Linked DNA regions of Sus scrofa: all the other regions are linked to region 1. A link is a contact called in public HiChIP or PLAC-seq data. All regions are on one chromosome and are shown on one strand. The core of a region is the stretch at or near the end of the contact, and the rest is flanking DNA. Distances in the headings are between cores, read along the strand shown. Region 1 has its middle 99 kb from the start of MTSS1. Region 2 overlaps MTSS1 (metastasis suppressor protein 1). Region 3 overlaps MTSS1 (metastasis suppressor protein 1).

Region 1 (3,623 bases), core at 379-2,878:
CACAGGGCCCTTCAGGAGGATGCCTGCCCAGCCCAAGGCTTCTCCTGGGACAGAAGCCGGCGTTCCACACCTCCCTGACTTTCCCGCCCATCTGCAGGATGGAGAGCCAGGGGTCTGGCTGAACGACCCATTGGGGCCCAAGCCCCCACTCCCGCCTGGTCACATCAGTCTTGGGGGAGGGGGAGGAGACCTGGGTGCATGTCCCAGTTGGGTCGCTTTCTCATTGCAAGGCTAGTCACATGCCTTCCCTGGGTCTCAGGTTCACTTTCTTAGAGGGTATTGGATTAGCTACTTTTCGTCTCTGCCTGGCCTCTCAGTGTCTCTAGATCTAGACTCTAAGAGCCTTGACAGGGTTCTGCTTCCAGAGCAAGAGGAAGGGAGTGAGCCACAACGGGGAGGGGTGTGGACCTTGGGATCAGACTGCCGGAGGTTAAATCCTGACTCTCCCTTCCTGACTGTTGGGAGACTCTCAGCCTCAGTTTTCATGCTGGCAAAATGGAGACAGTTACTCCATAATGCTATCATGAGGAAGGCAAGGGAGAAACCCCATGAAGCCCAGGACCTGACATGGGAAACTTTCAACAATCCCTAGCTTATTATTTTGTGTTACTCTAGTCTACTACGGTGTCAAGATGGTAGCAGATATTGGCTAAAATTATTTCCAGATAGAAACATCATACCTTACCTACCACAGATTCAACTATCCTACAGGCCAGTCCACGTCCCCTGTAAAGGTCACTCATTCATTCAATAGGAATCAATCAATGTTCAGTGCATTTCTTAGGTGGGGCATCCGGGACTGGGGATGCAAAGATGTCAAGATCTTACTTTGTTTCTTTTTGTCTTTTAGGGCAATGCCCACAGCATTACAGGCTGGGGGTCCAATTGGAGCTACAGCTGCCGGCCTACGCCACAGCCACAGTAACATCAGATCCGAGCCACGTCTGCAACCTACACCACAGCTCACGGCAATGCTGGATCCTTAACTCACTGAGTAAGGCCAGGGATCAAACACTAGTCAGATTCGTTACCACTGAGCCATGACCGGAACTCTAAGGTCTTTACTTTAGAATTTACTCTGATACAATCCTAACACAGAACACATCTGAGTAGAAATATCTGTTGAGCATTTATATAAGTGAGACAACTGCCCTGATGCCACTGGGGATTCAGTATGATGAACCATTCCCTGCCAGAGAGAGTTTAGTTCAGTTTTGGGTTTTTTCACTTTTTTAAATTTTTTGTCTTTTCTAGGGCCACTCCACAGCATATGGATGTTCCCAGGCTAGGGGTCCAATAGGAGCTACAGCTGCCAGCCTACACCACAGCCACAGCAACACCAGATCCTTAACCCCCTGAGCGAGGCCAGAGATTGAACCCTCAACCTGGTTCCTGGTTGGATTCATTAACCACTGAGCCATGACGGGAACTCTGACAGTTTAGTATTTTGAAGAGAAGGAAAAACACATACTTGTGAAGCAACGTAAAGCGAATTTCAGGGCCTCCTATGTTCCCCAGTGGTAACCAATTTGCACATCTGTGATTAGTTCTGATCATTTTGTGCCAAGGACTGGATCTAGGGCATTTCATGCCAGGCCTCACTCAGCCTCGTGAGGCAGTCACTGATGTAAACCCCATTTCACAGAAAAAGGAACTAGTCTTGGTGACAGTCAGTAACTTCTCAAAAGTCACACAGGTGGCAAGAGGCAGAGGTCTGTCCTCTCTCACAGCGCCCCACCATCTCTGTTTGCTGGGGCTGCCTTTATAAAGTACTACAGTTGGGTGACATAAACAAGAGAAATTGGTTATCTCACAGTTCTGGAGGCTGGAAGTCCAAGGTCAAGGTGTCAGTGGGGGTGGTTTCCTCAGAGGCTGGGAGGAAGAATCTGCTCTGTGCTGGGGAGGAGGGTCCCACGGTGCCCCTGCCACTCTGCCCATTGGGATGGACCAGCTGGCACGATGTGGGGAGCAGGCAGAGATGGCAGATCACCACTGCATGTCAGAGCGTAACTGCAACAAGGATGGCAAAGCAATGGCTCCTTACCGCACTGAGTGAAGCATTTGGTGTGCAAACCTCTTTGCTGTGCACAGCAACCCTAAGGATAGGCGTTACCTTGTCATTTCCTAGAAGAAAAACCCTGGATTCCTAGAGATCAGGTTCTTGTCCAGAGCCACGGACCCCGAGGCTTCACCAACACAGGGTCTGGCATTTATAAGATATTGGCCAGTATCATTTTACTACATGCCTCCTTTCCCATGGATCTTTCGGGTTAAAATAACACCCTTTCCCCCTCACCTCTCTTCTGGTGCTTTGGAACCCTGCCTGGGCCTGATTAGCTCTTAGCCAGGGGCAGTGGATGAAGCTGGTGAGTTCCAAGGACAGTAGTAGCCACAGGCGGTGTGCCTTTGGAACAAAGCTGGGCGGGGCCTTGGAAGGGGAAGCCAGGGAAGCCGGCCCACAAGGGCCCGCCCTGTGCGGCTTCCCTCCCTGAGCTGTAGGACCTGCACACGCTCCGCTCCCTGAGCAGCAATGGAAGTGAGCTCAAGGTTTGTTCTGGAGGTTGCTCTTGACATTGCTGTAGAAAACGCCATTGTTTTAATTGTCCCAGAAAGTGGGCTGGGACAGCCTTTTCCCAGGGGTAAGTCCTTGAGTAGAGGCAGGGCCGGGGCTGGAGGGACCCAAGCCAGGGCCCTCTGGCTGCCTCTTGGGCTCTCTAAATGTTTTTTTTCTGATTATAAAAGTTACTTTACCAGTGATTATTTTTCAAAATCTACAAAAACGTGTAAAATACAAAGCAACAGTTCTCACAATCCTAGCCATGGGTATCCAGCTTTCCCCAGTTTTTCTATTCACAAACATTATATACAAATAGCATCAAAAAAAGTATCATTTCCTCCTCCATCTGCTTTTGCCACTTAATGATATGGGCACTTCATCTTCTGTCTATAAGAATGCCATTCTATTTAAAGGCCGTATAGAGTTTGATTGTTTCACTACATGAAAAAGCATAACTTATTTAACTAGTTGTATAGTCTTTTATGTCGTTTCCTATTTGTAATTCTTACTAACCACAATGAAATAAAAATTCTTGTTTCAATTATTCCATTCCTTTGTCTTCTTGGAATTAAGTCTTATAAGTGTAGTTGCTATATATCTGGAAAAATGAAAACTGTAATTTGAAAAGATACATGCACCCCAATATTCACTGCAGCACTATTTATAACAGCAAAGACATGGAAGAAACTTAAATGTCCGCTAATACAGGAATGGATAAAGATGTGGTGTATATGTATGTATGTATGTATATATTATTACTCAGCCATGAAAAAGAATGAAATAATGCTATTTGTAGCAACATGGATGGACCTAGATATTCTCATACTAAGTCAGACAGAGAAAGACAAATACCATAACACTTATATATGAAATCTAGAAAACGATACAAATGAACTTATTTATAAAACAGAAGCAGACTGACAGACATAGGAAGCAAACTTATAGTTACCAAACAGGAAGGGGAGGAAAGGGGTGGAAGGAGTATGGGGTTAACAGATATACGCTACTATACATAAAATAGGTAAGCAACAAGGACCCACTGCATAGCACAGGAAACTGTATTCAA
Region 2 (3,641 bases), core at 836-3,335, 150 kb before region 1:
GCATCTCCTCCAAAAGGCCCCCATCCCTCCAGACATCCAGCCTGCAGGGGCCAGGGCCAGCCAGCTGTGGCCTCTGATCTCAGTTCAAAGTGACAAAGAAGGAAGCCCCTAGCAAGGTGAGAGCACACAGGCAGAGCAGCGTCACTCCCAGGTAAAAGCAAGGAGGAGAGCTGTAAGGGAAAAAAAGGGGAGTTCCCATCGTGGCTCAGAGGTTAACAAATCCGACTAGGAATGATGAGGTTGCAGGTTCGATTCCTGGCCTCACTCAGTGGGTTAAGGATCCGGTGTGGCCATGAGCTGTGGTGTAGGTTGCAGATGCGACTCGGATCCTGCGTTGCTGTGGCTCTGGTGTAGGCCGGTGGCTACAGCTCCGATTAGACCCCTAGCCTGGGAACCTCCATATGCTGTGGGAAGCGGCCCTAAAAACGGCAAAAAAAAAAAAAAAAAAAAAAAAAGACAGAAAAAAAAGGCTATTTGTATGTCACGACCATGGCACTTGGCTTCCAGGGTGCACTATATAACATGCCTATTGTATTAGTCGTTTATAAAATACCTATTACACTAATAGTATATTATTACAATACTTCTATCATAGAATCTCTTTGAAAGATCACCCGGGACCTGATCACCAAGGGGCTCTTAATAGAGAAACTCAATAACCCGCTGCAGGTGTCAGGGAACGTTCCCGGGGCCGGGTTCAGGGCTTCTACTGTATGAATGAAGGGCACGCCCCTCGAGCAAAGCAGGTGCTCTCACAGCCACTCCAGCCGCCTCTTAGACAGCGGCTGCTCTGCATCTATTCGAACCCCAGCGCTCCGTCCTCCAAGAGGAAAGCTAAGCCAGCCCACAGAGACCCTCTGGGCCACAGGGGTGGTTTCTTTAGACCGCAGGAAGGGAGCTGCCTAATCGCATGGACACAAGTCAGCGATCTTATTCCAGGCTACCTGGGGAGGAAGGGGCAGAGCCGGAGCAGAAAGGAACCCCCGGCCCCCCTCACCACCCCCACCCCCACTGCGGTAAAGGCCCAAGGTCAGTGTTAGAGAAGAGGATCGTTGTGTTCCGCCTCCTCCCAAGTGAAAAGCTAGACTTTGGAATCGTTACACAAACGGTGGTGTTCAAACAACACAGGGAGCCGGGGCGTTCTTTTAAAGAAAGAGCAAATGATAAACTCAAGTCACTAAGTGTCCACTCGGCATCACCCCCCTCTTCAGCAGAGACAAGGGCCAACCCCGGGACTCCTGCGGTGGTCACATCGGAGAAACTATTTCCCCGTGAAAGGGACTCTTCTGCACCAGTCCCAGTTGTTATTGCTGGCGTGTGTGTGTGTGTGTGTGTGTGTGTGTAAGTATTTAAAACATCCACAATGAAAATATACCCATCCTACACATATTTCATATTATCTCAATGATAATGGCAGCCTGACCACTGTTCAGTTTAAATCAACACCCTCTCTCTCTCTCAGAACAACTCTTGTATAAGGATTCATTGATCTACTCTATATCAAGCATGTTGCAGCACAGTGCCTGGCACATTCGTGCACACTGATAAACAAGAGCTTTTTCTTCACTCTAATAGTTTAGCACTTGCAGGCTACGAGGGGCCAGGCCCTTCACACCTATTCTCAAAGGCTCTTCCCCGCAACCCTACATAGGTGCCATAATCAAGTCCACTTCACAGATGAGGAAACTGAGGTACACAGAGATGAAAGCAACTTGCCAAAGGTCACACCACAAAACAAAAACAAAAACAAAAACAAAACAAAAGGCACAGGCTGTCATTCAATCCAAATCAAAGGTTCTTCACCAGCAAGCTCTGCAATTTCTTAACTCTAACAACAAAGGCACGTTTGCACCAGAAGAACTTTTCCATTTCATGCTGCACTGATTTTTGTGGTTATGTGTATGCAGAGCGAAAGCAGGATGGGGAAGCCACTTATTACCGTGTGTGCCACCGCCGTCTTCAGCAGCCTCCCTCCCTCGTGCTGGGCTCAGCCCTGCTGGCTGCAAGCCTCTCCCTGTAGCCTCCATTCTTATGGGGTAAGAACATAGAGAGGAGGCTGGAGCAGCCAGTCTTGGCCCCTGTGAGGCAGCATGAAGCCTGCAGTCAGGAAGGAGGAGGCCAGACACAGTGCACAGGGTGAAGTGGGCTGCCTGGGCCAAGGGCTAAGTGCAAGGCCAGCTAAGCAGCTGCCCGCCAAGCTCTGTTTCAGAGGAGGGGGCAAGAGTGGGGAGGGGCGAGGACCAGGACATCTTCCTCCGGTGAATGTGCACAAACACCCCCCCGCCCCCGTGACTAGACACAGACAGCATTTCATGCCAAATTTATATGGAACACAATCAAACAAAACGAGAGTGTCTGAAGCTTAAATCACATCCTGAAGAAAACAAAAATGGCTTAAGCTTTACTTAGAGCAGCCAAGATATAGAAGCAACCTAAAGCATCCATGGATGGATAACAAATATGTGGTATTATACACACACACACACACACACACTGGAATACTATTCATCCATAAAAAAACACAATTTTGCCATGTGGGGCCACATGGATGGACTTGGAGGGCATTATGCTAAGTGAAATAAATTAGAAAGGTAAATATTGTATGATATTACGTATATGTGGAATCTAAAAAAAATACAACAAACTAGTGAATATAACAAACAAGAAGCAGACTCTCAGATGTACAGAATGAACTAGTAGTTACAGGTGTGGGAAGGAAGGGGGAGGAGCTATACACAGGTAGAGGAGTAAAAGGTACAGACTATTAGGGATAAAATAAGCTACAAGGATTACAACCAGTAGTTTCTAACAACTATAAATGGAGTGCAACCTTTAAAAATTGTGTATCACTATATGGAAAACCTGTAACTTAAAAATATTGTAATTATTCTTCAAAAGAGAAAATACAGAAAGATGGGGGGAAAGGGATGAGCTTAGAAATATGGCTTAACCATTTGTCTTACTTTTTAAAAACTGACCCTTCCGGGGAGTTCCTGTCGTGGCGCAGTGGTTAACGAATCCGACTAGGAACCATGAGGTTGCGGGTTCGGTCCCTGCCCTTGCTCAGTGGGTTAACGATCCGGCGTTGCCGTGAGCTGTGGTGTAGGTTGCAGACTCGGCTCGGATCCTGTGTTGCTGTGGCTCTGGTGTAGGCCAGTGGCTACAGCTCCGATTAGACCCCTAGCCTGGGAACCTCCATATGCCGCGGGAGCGGCCCGAGAAATGGCAAAAAGACAAAAAAAAAAAAAAAAAAAAAAAAAACCTGACCCTTCCCTCCTCAGCTTCTGACAGCATCAGGCCACCCGGGACCCTCTCCTGATAATTCCTAAAGGAGTCAATCAACCGTACGCTGAACTTTCTGGCCCATTTTATTTCCATGGGACCTCAGCCTGGCGCATTCATGTTTAATGTTACAGCACCTCCATTTAAAGGAAGCCAAAAAAAAAAAAAAAGGAGAGCAGTCCAGTTTCTTATACACAAATGCCTTTGGTTCAAAAGCAAGTGTTCAAAATTCAAACACAGAAAATTGAATTTTAAAACGGAAAGGGGACAGTGACTCAGAACATCCTCATTCAAGGAACTGTGAGCAGAAACACGTCTTTCAACAGGCTGTGACCTTTTATCAAATATTAGCACATACA
Region 3 (4,023 bases), core at 1,361-3,860, 260 kb before region 1:
AGAGGACACGCTGGACAGCCGCACAGGTGCCTGCTGGGCCAGGCTGGAGCCGCGGTAGCGGTAGTGGGAGCTGGGCGAGTGCGAGTGGGAGCCGTGGGAGCCGCTGGACCTCGAGTCGCTGCTGTTGACACTGTTCAGGCTGCTATGGGGGGGAAGGGGACAGACCACAGGGGACAGACGGGGGAAGCACAACATGATGCCATCAGCCCCAAGGAGCTGCGCAAATGGTGAGAGGTGTTTTTAAAAGACCCAACTATCAAGCTGATAAATAAAAGTTTTTTCTCGTGAGTTAAGCGGGGGAGACCCAGTCAACGGTGCAATGAGGCGGCCTTAGGACGCAGGCCTGTGATTCTTAAGAGTCCAGTGCTTATGGAAAAATGTTCAACATCGATAATTATTAGAGAAATGCACATCAAAACTACAATGAAGGACCACCTCACACGGGTCAGAGTGGCTACGATTATTAAGTCTACAAATGACAAATGCTGGAGAGGGTGTGGAGAAAAGAGAACCCTCCTACACTGTTTGTGGGAATGTAAATTGGTACAAACACGATGGAGAACAGTATGGAGGGTCCTCAAAAAACTAAAAATAGAACTACCACATGATCCAGCAATCCCACTCTTGGGCATATAACCAGACAAAACTACAAAAAGATCCATGCATGGGTGTGTTCATAGCAGCACGATTCTCAATAGCCAAGCTATGGAAGCAACCTAAATGTCCACCAACAGATGAATGCATTAAGAAAATATGGTACACATATTCCATGCAGTATTATTCAGCTATTAAAGAGAATGAAATAGTGCCATTTGTAGCAACATGGATGCTATTAGAGATTCGCATACTAAGCGAACTAAGTCAGAACGAAAAAGAAGAAAACCATATGCTATCACTTACATGTGGAATCTAAAACATGGCACAAAGGAACCTATCTACAAAACAGAACCAGACTCACAGACATGGAGAGGTGGCGAGAGAGAGTAGGATGGACTGGGAGTTTGGGGTTAGTAGATGCAAACTATTACCTCTAGAATGAATAAACAACAAGATTCTACTGTAGAGCACAGGGAACTATATCCAGTCTCTTGGGACAGACCATGGTGGAAGATAATAAAGGGGTGTGTGTGGGGGTGTATGTGTCTGGGTCACTTTGCTGTACAGCAGAAATTGACACAACACTGTAAATCAACTATACTCTAATAAAAAATAGGAAGCAGATGTCTCTCTCTCTTTTTTTTTTTTTTTGGTCTTTTTACCATTTCTAGGGCTGCTCTGGTGGCATATGGAAGTTCCTAGGCTAGGGGTCAAATCAGAGCTGTAGCTGCCGGCCTACGCCACAGCCACAGCAACGCAGGATCCGAGCCGCGTCTGCGACCCACACCACAGCAATGCCAGATCCTTAACCCACTGAGCAAGGCCAGGGATTGAATCAGCAACCCCATGGTTCCTAGTTGGATTCGTTAACCACTGAGCCATGACGGGAACTCCAGGAAGCAGATGTCTTAAAAAAAAATAAAAGAGTTCAGTGATGCCCAATTCTGCTGTGTCACCTATCGCCAAGCCAGAGGACCCCACTGTCTGTGGCATGAAAAGAATTAGGGCTCATCTCATCTGCTCACCAAAACCACGGCCCTGAAGCCGAAACCACAAAGGCTGCAGCATGACCCAGCTGGAACACGCAAGTATCTCCCTTAGATGGACCACCCGGGCCCAGGAGACCAAGGTCACCGCAGCCAACCATCACTTTGCACCAAGAGACTCCTTGAGGTGATTTAATCCTAAGGAAGCCTTGCACAAGAACCCCGCACAGAACACCAGCAAAGCAACCCTGTGTTTGCATTCATGTGTTTCAGATTTTATTAACAAAGTTGGTGCTTTACTAAATGGCTTGGCCACAGGTGTTTCTCTATTAAAATACCTATAGGCCTGGCATCAGAAAACACCTGGCAAGACTAAAGGCCATCAATCTACGCTGTTTGCTTCCGAGGAGGGACAGTAAACAGGATGCTGGAAAGTGACACGTGCCCGCTGGTGCTCTGTCTGCATCCTGCTTCCAATCCTAAGCAATACGTTGTACACTCTGTCTGATCACTCACATGATGAAACCCAGAAAACTACACAAAGCCGCGTGGTCCAAACAAGCAGAGCTGACACAGATGGGGCAGCTGGTAGAAGCATCAGAAGGTGTGAAATAGGAGTTCTGGTCATGCCACAGTGGTTAACGAACCCGACTAGGTACCATGAGGTTACGGGTTCGATCCCTGGCCTTGCTCAGTGGGTTAAGGATCCGGCGTTGCCGTGAGCTGTGGTGTAGGTTGCAGATGTGGTTTGGACCCCTAGTTGCTGTGGCTCTGGCGTAGGCCGGCGGCTACAGCTCCGATTCGACTCCTAGCCTGGTAACCTCCATGTGCCATGGGAGTGGCCCTAGAAAAGGCAAAAAAAAAAAAAAAAAGACCAAAAAAAGAAAAAAAGGTGTGAAATAAATAACCCAGCCTGGGATTAGAAAGTTTGTGGTTTCTGCTGCTAACTGCGCAAGAGACACATGTCAAATTTCACAAACTCTGACAGCTAACAAGGCAGTCAAGGGCCGTGTGACTGTTCCACACTAGAATTACTTGTGTGAATATTCCTACAGATACAGGGGACTCTTCTGGGGGAAGTCACTGCTACGGGGGATAGTTATCATGACTGTGGCTTTTCCTGTCCCGTCAGCCAGAAAAGGGCATTTGGAGACTGACAGCAAAGCTCATTGCAAGTCCGCTGCAGCAAGCTCAGAGCTGATGGTGTCCACGCAGCATGATTTTCTATTGAAACTGAAACTATAAGAAAGAAAAGATACTCCTGTAGCTTTCTTTTAGACTGAGAAGACAGTTTTCTTGGCCACTAAAGAAAAGAAACCCCTCAATAAAAAAACCTAAATACATGTGTCACACTCACACAGGCCACAAAAGATGACACGGAGTTCCTGCTGTGGCTCAGAGGAAACAAATCTGACTAGCATCCATGAGGATGTGGGTTTGATCCCTAGCCTTGCTCAGTGGGTTAAGGATCTGGCGTTGCCGAGAGCTGTGGTGTAGATTGCAGATGCGGCTCGGATCTCGCATTGCTGTGGCTATGGTGTAGGCCGGCAGCTACAGCTCTGATTTGACCCCTAGCCTGGGAACCTCCATATGCCTAAAAAGACAAAAAAAAAATAAAAAACAAATAATAAAAAGACGACAAGAAGAAGGCAGCCAACATTTGCAGGTTGCAGAAGTCAGGATGGAGCATCCTAAATCTGAAACTTCCCGCTCCGTGTACAGTACACGAGCTCAAAAAGAAAAGACTACACACACACACACACACACACACACACACACACACACGCACATGTTGCCATACATGGATTCTGCAAATCCATCCTGCTCTTTCCTCTTAGTGCTAATTTACAGGACGTGGAAATTCATTTGGCTTTGAAAAGTCAAAGAAAAAGATGAGCAGGTGTGGTAGACCAAGAAAAGTGAGGCATGAAGATGTTTCTACCCTTCCAGAAGAGAATAAACTTGGCAGTCAGCAAGCCAAGAATGGTCTTGGACAGAAAACTGCCAAAAACCAGCCTTGCAAATGGCAAACTATTCCAATGGATTCTCACTGTGAGTCGGTAGGTAACACTAATAACAGGCTGCTGCTGCTGCTGCTGGTGAACAGATTGAGAATTCTATTCACTCTACGAAGCCCTGAGCCTAAATTTGGGGGGAAATGAGGGCCTGAGCCACTGTTACTGCCTTCATTTGTTCTGGCAATGATGAGATGAGCCCGCACAAGAACCAACCTCTTTGCCCTTTTGCAGCCCATGTGGTTTTTACTGGGCCCAATAGGAAAATTCATGAAATGGGAAAACCCATACAGTGCACACTGAGAAAGCTGTGTCCGCTCGTCTAAAGCCTCGTGGGATTTCTTCCTTCTGACTAAACTGGAGACTCAAGAGAGAGCCCCAAATCAAGATGAGATCCTCTCACCCGATCATATCAACATCTCCTG

What was found. HiChIP or PLAC-seq counts read pairs in DNA pulled down with a chosen protein or histone mark.
Region 2: an H3K27ac HiChIP or PLAC-seq map of alveolar macrophages shows a contact between it and region 1. The contact joins two enhancer-like sites. A contact is called at or near these places in 1 of 47 Hi-C or Micro-C datasets (liver) and 2 of 2 datasets of contacts at active chromatin or transcription factors (alveolar macrophages and skeletal muscle).
Region 3: a contact with region 1 is called in an H3K27ac HiChIP or PLAC-seq map of alveolar macrophages. The contact joins two enhancer-like sites. A contact is called at or near these places in 2 of 2 datasets of contacts at active chromatin or transcription factors (alveolar macrophages and skeletal muscle).

Annotation. Positions count from the first base shown.
Region 1 is chr4:14,832,181-14,835,803 of Sscrofa11.1, reverse strand. No RefSeq gene overlaps it. Among named protein-coding and RNA genes, the nearest start is that of MTSS1, 99 kb to the left of the region's middle. Within about 2 kb of position 1,628, at least 9 of the 83 cell types and tissues checked have an H3K27ac peak or open chromatin away from gene starts, as enhancers often do. A contact at or near this core is called in alveolar macrophages, where this site is marked.
Region 2 is chr4:14,980,230-14,983,870 of Sscrofa11.1, reverse strand. The region is part of intron 3 of MTSS1 (metastasis suppressor protein 1); the gene reads right to left. Among named protein-coding and RNA genes, the nearest start is that of MTSS1, 49 kb to the right of the region's middle. Within about 2 kb of position 2,085, at least 20 of the 83 cell types and tissues checked have an H3K27ac peak or open chromatin away from gene starts, as enhancers often do. A contact at or near this core is called in alveolar macrophages, where this site is marked.
Region 3 is chr4:15,088,363-15,092,385 of Sscrofa11.1, reverse strand. It overlaps MTSS1 (metastasis suppressor protein 1), which reads right to left. Exons shown (of 15, transcript XM_021088945.1): 10 at 1-142. Among named protein-coding and RNA genes, the nearest start is that of NDUFB9, 23 kb to the left of the region's middle. Within about 2 kb of position 2,610, at least 1 of the 83 cell types and tissues checked has an H3K27ac peak or open chromatin away from gene starts, as enhancers often do. A contact at or near this core is called in alveolar macrophages, where this site is marked.